Linked DNA regions of Mus musculus: region 1 is linked to region 2. The links are chromatin contacts, called in public Hi-C maps. All regions are on one chromosome and are shown on one strand. The core of a region is the stretch at or near the end of the contact, and the rest is flanking DNA. Distances in the headings are between cores, read along the strand shown.

The links. A called contact is a pair of places that touch in the nucleus more often than the background predicts.
Region 1: a Hi-C map of cortical neurons shows a contact between it and region 2, with 2.0 times the contacts expected there. The contact joins two enhancer-like sites. A contact is called at or near these places in 2 of 484 Hi-C or Micro-C datasets (cortical neurons and forebrain) and 1 of 9 other capture datasets (embryonic stem cells).

What each region holds. Positions count from the first base shown.
Region 1 is chr16:12,924,483-12,928,670 of GRCm38.p6, reverse strand. No RefSeq gene overlaps it. Among named protein-coding and RNA genes, the nearest start is that of 4930414F18Rik, 92 kb to the right of the region's middle. Within about 2 kb of position 2,615, at least 4 of the 459 cell types and tissues checked have an H3K27ac peak or open chromatin away from gene starts, as enhancers often do. A contact at or near this core is called in cortical neurons, where this site is marked.
Region 2 is chr16:12,636,529-12,640,561 of GRCm38.p6, reverse strand. All of the region lies in intron 3 of Gm45919 (a long non-coding RNA gene), which reads left to right. Among named protein-coding and RNA genes, the nearest start is that of Gm45919, 46 kb to the left of the region's middle. Within about 2 kb of position 1,426, at least 13 of the 459 cell types and tissues checked have an H3K27ac peak or open chromatin away from gene starts, as enhancers often do. A contact at or near this core is called in cortical neurons, where this site is marked.

The DNA.
Region 1 (4,188 bases), core at 1,366-3,865, 290 kb before region 2:
GATTAAATTTAGCAGAAGTTTCTTTTAGGAGTGTGTTTTAAAAAAGCACCCTACCTGATCATTTATTTTTATTTCAAATCATCAAGAAAATTGAAGGCTTCTACCATCTTCTTAATTGAATAAGGAGAGACAGATGTGGAAGGATCCTGTTGAATGTGGAACAAACTCCAGATCCCCAATTAGAACATTTACACGTAGACCTCTCTCTGCCTGGGAGGCTTGGGGCTCTGACTCTCTCCCACCTCTTTCTGCTATGTTTCCTTTTGCCTATCAGGTTAACTTGGAGACCAACCCATTGCTCGATTCCTTTAACAGGACACCTAAGTACATTCCTATTGCAGAACAGAACAGCAAATCTCCCTAAGATTTCTTGGGCCTTTGATATGTTTGTTATGAAATTCTTACTAGTCATTCTCTGTCGTGAAACTAGATGATGCTTGAGTTTAGGAAGGAATTATGGGCCTTTGGTGGCACATATCTGAACTCCCAGTTTCAAACGGTCCAAAATTAGCTATTTCAGGTAAATGCAGAGAAGTATATTAAATTCTCAGATCTGTAGTTTTTATTGGCTTTATGTAAGAGATGCTGGATCCATTTTTTAAAAAAGAATTATTTATTTTATGTATATGAGTACACTATCACTGTCTCAGACACACCAGAAGAGGGCACCAGATCCCATTACAGATGGTTGTGAGCCACCATGTAGTTTCTGGGAATTGAACTCAGGACCTCTGGAAGAGCAGTCAGAACTCTTAAGCACCAAGTCACCCAGAGATGCTAGATTCTTAAAGGCAAGGAAAGGTAACTGATTTGAATAGCCTTGAGAATACAGTCGGAGTCATGGCCCCATTTTATAGTTAAAGCTTTATTGGAATATAGCCATGCTTGGTGCCAGAGCTCTCTGAGTGCCTGACCACATGTGAAGTGCTGGGGGCTGGGGAAAAGGTACCAGCTAGACGTGGGGCTTTACATTCCTTGGAACATCAAGAACCCTATTCTAGGCAGAGAACCAAACCATGAATACAATAAGTGATCTTATATTTCCTACAACTTCGGCAGCACAGTTGTGTTAGAAGTATGGAACCCCAAAGATGCACCCCCTGAGCTATGCACACTATTCTTGTGTTTGCTTATTTCTGTCACTTGATGAGCCTTTCATACAACTCAGGGACCAATGAAAATATCTGGCAAGAGTGTTGTGGGTCACTGTATCTCTGTTGTGATGACATAGTTCTTCTAGTACAGAAATAGCCATCACATAAGCAAACAAGCTGACTGAATCCCAATAAAACTTTATTTGTAAGGTGGTCAGCAGTGCTCACACTATATAGTTGGCCAACACAGATAAAGCTTACAGTGGGTGGTTCATAAATATTTGTTAATAACGTAACTCACATGTAGATAGTTCAAATAACTGGAGTTTAAGATAAAATCAGTCGATAAAGTTATAATAATAAACATCTGCTTATTGTGTAAAGTTTGGGAAAATGTTCTAAAAGATAATATAAAGAGAAAAAGTTAGGGCTGGGGCAATAGTTCAGTCAGTAAAGGGCTTGCTTGATAAGCTTGAAGGTCTGCGTTCATCTCTAGAATCACATAAAACAGAGCCAGGCACAGTTGGTGTGAGCGTGCATTCCCAGTGTAGGATGGTGTGAGCAGGCATTCCCAGTGTAGGATGGTGTGAGCGTGCATTCCCAGTGTAGGATGGTGTGAGCGTACATTACAATGTAGGATGGTGTGAGTGTGCATTCCCAGTGTAGGATGGTGTGAGCGTGCATTCCTAGTGTAGGATGGTGTGAGCGTGCATTCCCAGTGTAGGATGGGAAGGACAGGCATTTCTACTGCTGCTGGTCAGTCAGACTACTGGGAGAGATCTAGGCTGGTGAGAAACCTTAGATCAAGAACTAAAATGACAATCGGGCTTTGTGGCCCATGCCTTTAATCCCGGCTCTTAGGAGGCAGAGGCAGGCAGATCTGTGTGAATTGAGAACAGTCTGGTCCATACAGCAAGTTCTAGGCCAACCAGGGCTACATAGTGAGACCTTGTTTAAAAAAAAAAAAAAAAAAAAAGGAAGCGTGTGCATGATAACATCACCTATGGCTTCCACACACATGCAGACATGTGCATATGTGCCCTACACACACACACACACACACACACACACACACAGAAAGAGAGAGAGAGAGAAAGAGAGAGAGTGTGTGAGAGAGATACTAAGAGGTATCTCAGTTAAAAATTTGTATTTCTATTCTTGTTTAGTCATTTCTTTGTAAGTGCCTTTTGTTTTTAAATCAAGAGAATAAGTAACTGGGATTTAAAATTATTATAATCTGTATTTGTTCTATTTGTGTGGGAGTGGAGATAATTGATGGAGCCCGCTTCTCCTAGGATTCCTGTCACAGAGCTCCTGTCCTCCGAAGTGGATGTTGCTTATGCACAAAGCAAGCTCGGCTGCGTCTGCCTCTTGATTTCCAAAATTAGATTTTTTTTTTGTCCACGATCCAGGTTTTGAAAAATCCTGAAGTGCTTTTGGATTCAAGGGAGGATTTAATTACAAAGCCTGGTAGAATCTCAGTGCTGGGGGCTGTGTTGCTTCTGTGTGGGCAACGCATTTACCCAAAGGAGAGTTCTTTCCTCCTAGCTTGGGGGGCAGGCGGAGTTCCTAGAAGGCTGTTCACAAAGGACGGGGCCTTTTGAGAATGTGCTGCTTGAAAATGATCCAGGAAGGGCTTCGATGAGTACCTGAGCTAGAAAGAATTAATATCTTGCTGTGAGCAGAGTGTGGGGGTCTGGTAATAGAAAGTTTATATCTTCTCAGTTCTATGGTAAGGAGTGGGGAGATGGTATTCTAGCTCCACTCTCCCAATATGCACCCACCAACACACCCTTCCTTCTCCCCTCAATCCCCCTCCTCTTCACTTTTTCCTCTTCTTCCTTTTGCCCTTGTACTGGCTTGTTTTGTGTGTCAACTTGACACAAGCTGGAGTTATCACAGAGAAAGGAGCTTCAGTTGGGAAAATGCCTCCATGAGATCCAACTGTAAGGCATTTTCTCAGTTAGTGATCAAGGGGGAAGATCCCATTGTGGGTGGGACCATCTCTGGGCTGGTAGTCTTGGGTTCTATAAGAGAGCAGGCTGAGCAAGCCAGGGGAAGCAAGCCAGTAAAGAACATCCCTCCATGGCCTCTGCATCAGCTCCTGCTTTCTGACTTGTTTGAGTTCCAGTCTTGACTTTCTTTGGTGATCAGCAGCAATGTGGAAAAATGTAAGCTGAATAAACCCTTTCCTCCCCGACTTGCTTCTTGGTCATGATGTTTGTGCAGGAATAGAAACCCTGACTGAGACGACACTTCATCCTCCTCATTCTCTTCCTCGTGCCAGGCTCTCCATGCAGCATCCTTATCTATTCTAACCTGACATTGTGACCAACAGCCTCTGCTCCCTTATGCTTCTCTTGTGTACCCCCATTTCATCACCCATCTCTAACGGCCTCCCCAGATAAATAGAGGTCTTCTATACAGCAGTTTGTTTTTAAAGGCAGACAACTCATGATATTCCAAGGTCCTTCTAGAAGTATCTCAACATTCAGATGGCCTTCAAGACCCTCTCTCCCCAGCCGGGAGGTGGAAAGCTGTCAGGGGACAATTATATTTGGCAGCTTTTAAAAGATGGATGTTTGGCTGGGTGAGAAGGGAGGTGGCCCAGTCATGTGCTTGAGGCACATTTGATATGCACCCATCTGTGTTCTTGCTATTTTCGAAGATGACTATGTGGCATTTCACCATCTACCCCAAACACCTCCTCTGTTCTCCCCAAAGGCCGAGGGTGGAGATTTATCAGATACACAGTGCTGTATACCCTTTGAGCTGCTGAAGGTTCAGTCTAGAAGCCTGTCTTTCAAAGTAGGAAGAGAAAGAGTACGGAGGAATGTGAGCCTGAATCTCCATCATATACCTGTTGTCGCCCGTTTGTTCTTTGCTTCATTTTGTCCAGAAACACTGTAAGGTAGAGCATTTCCCTAAACTGGGATATCCCCTTTTTGCTGGCAATGAACACTTCCTTTCCTTGTATCTGTTCCCCTTAAAGTGATCGCAACATACTGTGTAGCATAACTGTAAGCCCTGCTGAACTCTCCTCCGTATGCCAGTTTTGATGATCATTGATCAGAGTTGCGTGGTATGTGCTTAC
Region 2 (4,033 bases), core at 177-2,676:
AGCTGTGCTTGCTGAGCCTTCCTGTTTCCCCAGTTCTCCTGGAGCTCTTTGGATCTGCCCCATACTCAAGTTAGAATCAACTTTTGTGATTTATGATCAACGAATCCTAGCTAGTCCATCCTCCTATGTCGTTCAATTCTTAGGGTACTAATAGTACCTACCCCTATCCCTCTTACCATTCCTCTACCACTTCTGGAATATCCTGCCCACCCAGGTCTTCATCTTTCATGACCAAAATCAAATTGTATCCCCCTACAAGGATATCACAGTGACTTTATTCTGGATCTTCTGTACACCCCTGGGCTGGGTGAACACCTCAATTACCCATGTCCTAGTCCACAGCTGCTTGCTTGCATGTCTGCTTTCCTGTGAAGGAACACTCTTTTCCAGTTGAGACATAGCTTTGTAGCTTTGTCAAGGCTGCAAGTGAATGCCATGATCAGAACAGTCCCAGGCTCTTCTTGGTGACCTTGCTTTGTATGAGTGGGCAGGTGGATGGATGGACTGACCTTGTGCAAGGACAAAAGGTCTGAGAATCATCACACTGAGAGTAATCATGGTGAATTGCCTAGAATAAACTTCTTGTGGGTTTGTGCTCATATGTTCCAAGTGCCCTGGGCCAAAATCAAAGAGCTCATTTCTCCAGATTCATAGAGGACAGACAGCACAAAGTCACTGTGACCTCTGAGATTCTGCTTTCTATAAAAATAACATAGGTTTTTTTTTTTTTTGGTCTGATTATAAAAGCAGTGCAAATATATTATGGAGAATTTATATAATATAAAATGGCAAAAATTAAGAATCCTTCATTACCCTATCCAGAAAAAAAAGCCAGCCTTTCCTACCTAGCGCCTCCAAGGTATAAATTTGTATTTATTTAATGCTATTTTATGACAGGCTTTCTTCCATTTGATATTAGAAAATACCCACTTTATGTGTTTGAAAAGAACATTGCTTTTAGAGTCTGTATGTGATTGCATTCCACAGCTGAACCAACATTGATTTAGTCAAGTCTTTTGCTTGCCAGAGCTGTGCTGTCTTCCTTTCTGGGGCAGGTGGCTGGTTGTTAGGGACACCAAGCTGGAGCCTGAGTATAGCTAACAAACAGCATCTTTCTCATCTCCACCCAACTCTAGAGTAGGTAGGCTGAGTGTGGGCAGGGAGTTAAGGCAGTGGGAATCCAGCTGCTGCCGTAGCTACTGGCTGGCTACTAGTTTGGAAGGTGTGCCTTTTCTGGTGAGAAAAGTCCCCAGACAGCAGACCTAGATCTGACAGGCTTACCCTCAAAGCTCCTGGCAGTACTTTGGGCTAGACCTCTCCCTACCCATCTCTATTTCTAGAGAACAAAGCAGCAATACTGTGATAAATGATCTTGGTTGTCAACTTGACTGGGTTTTAAATCACCATGGAAACCCACTCAGGGTGTATTTATGAGAATGTTCCCAGCAATGTTTAAGGAAGGAGGGAGGAGTCACCCAGGGCCTGGCAACACCATCTTGTGGGCTGCAGTCCTAGACTAAATAGAAAGGAAAAGGTACCCATCTTTCTCTGCTGTCTGCAGATAGGATGTGACCAACCACTCCATGACCATGCCATCCTGTTTTCTCCACCATGAAGGACAGTGGCCCCTCAAAACACAAGCAAATGGCCTCACCTTCCTCCCACTGCTGCTTCTCGGGTGCTTGGTTACAAGAAAAGTAAGTAATACAAAGACCCTTGTAAGGTTAGGTCCTCAACCAAAGGATGAGGGCACGCAAAGGCAAGACTGCCTGAATGCAGTGTTGTCTCCCCATTGTACTGAGTGAGGCAGGCCTTCCTTCTCTGCAGAATAATAAAAGATCAGTGCTCTTGGAAGCTGTCTCCCACCTTCCTGAGAGCAGTCTCCTTAGTACTGCTCTCAGTATTTCACTTGTAAACAAGGCATCATGGTCACAGACACCCTGATCTAGTGTCATTCCTGCTGCTGTGACAAAACAACCTCACAAAAAGCAAATTAGAGGAGAAAAGATTTATAGTTCAGCTTATAGTTTCAGGTTCATGTTTACAGAGAAGTCAAAGCATGTAGATTTAAAATGTCTAGTCACATCAGTCCCACAGTCAAGAGCAGCGGGCAATGGAGGCTCGCTTGATGGTTTGCTCACACTTGACTTGATTTCCTCATTCTTACACAATTTAGGAGTGCCTGCCTAGGGAAAGGTGCTGCTCACAGTAGGCTGGATCTTCCCCCATCAGTCAACTCAGTTAAGACAAATCAGTCCCTCACACACATGCACACAGGCCAACCCAACAGTGACAGCTCCTCACTGAGACTGCCTTCTCAGGTGATTCTAGACTGTCAAGTTGACAAAGAGAGGTGTCACAAAGCCCCGTTGTCATCTTGTCTCTCCTACAGCCAGCTAGCTTCCCGCTTCCCCTCACATCGCTCTGTTCCTTTTGTTTTCCCCCCAGACTCTGCGTGCAGCCTCAGCTGCTGTGTATTGACTACTGTGATGGCCTTGCCACATCCACCTGACCCCGTCCCTGATGTGTTGCATGCTTCCCCATCCTTCAGCTGCCATGGCCTTTCAATCCCACCCTTTTTTGATGTTCTCTGAGTCTAAGTGGGAGAGCCCTGGGAAATGAACTACTTATCAAAAAAAGTTTCCAGAAAAATACCTTAACATAGGAAATGGGATATTTTCAAGGCATCAAAACGTATTCCCTGCAAGCAGGTTGCAAACTGGCTTGTTACGATTCCCCTCACTGCTCTCAATGAGGCCATTGATCCTGCAACATCTAAACCAGTATCCTGGAGGGTTGCTTTAAGAGTTTGCCTCTGTTTGTTTGAGTCTCATTTAACTTGTCCCTTGGGCTTCTTCTTCTCCCAGTTGTCCCTTCAGGTTGATTTGTTTCTACTGAATTTTAACATTTTGCTAAATACATGAACTGTCTTCTGATGTTGTTTATTCTTCTGTAGTTTAGAGTTGTAAGAGTTTGCTTCATGATTTCTTCCATTGCTGAGAAATTCTTTCCATTTCATTCATAAAAACTTTACTTGCTTGGTGATTTTATTCATATGCTTGCATTTAATATTTTGACTTGGTTGGATTAGGTTTGTTTAATTCATGGTTGCAGCAACATGTTTCTTTTTCTTTACTGCTAATTTTGCATCTTTTGTTTCTTCATCAACTTGTCTGCTAAAGATCCAATTTGGGTGGACATAGCATTAAAATGATAAAAATCCTCATATTCCCTTGAATCACTTGGTCAGTCTCATGTTTCTCAATGATCTTTACAACGGTTTGCTTCAGTCTCAAACAATCTAAGAATCCCAACTGGCACTGATGAAGTGCATTCGCTAATTTAGGGAAAGGAATTTAGCTTTTAACGCATGCGCAATCAAACCCAAGGCCTCAGGGCATGCTGGGAAAACACTACCTCACAGCCAATTCCCAACCCAGCAAAAGCCTTCAAGAGAATGGCCCTAAGCTCTTCCAAGCTTCACATGAAACCCTGTGCTAGGATTGCCTCTGCAGATCTGTGTGTGCTTCCCCCTAAGTTTGACAGTTTAATTTCTACTTTGTCAACAGTGTGAATGGAATTAATTTTTTCTAACTGTTGTATTTTAAGTATGGCGGACACTATAGTTCCATTGATTTTTCAGCACACCACCTTCAGAATGTTCTTCATGCTTCCATCCCTTTCCCAATTTAGTTCTTTTCCAAGCAGACCACTGTACCATCAAGTGGTGAGACTTTTCCTTACTACCCTTTTATGATCCATTAGCCCATGATACAGACACTGCTAAGCACCTTGTCTCACTAAAACCTATGACATGTCTCTCTCTGAGATGTGGTCCCCGTCTGTGGATGCTTACAAATTCCAGTTGCACTTGGTTTTAGTGAGGGATGAGCATTTATTTTATAAAATTGACTGCTGCTTACTAAGATGACCTTAGTCTTTTTGCCTTGGAGTTTTGTGGGTGTTGTGGTGGTGTTGTATGCTGTCTTCTTTTAAATGGGCTGTTACAGAAGACAACCTTGAGGCTAGCTTC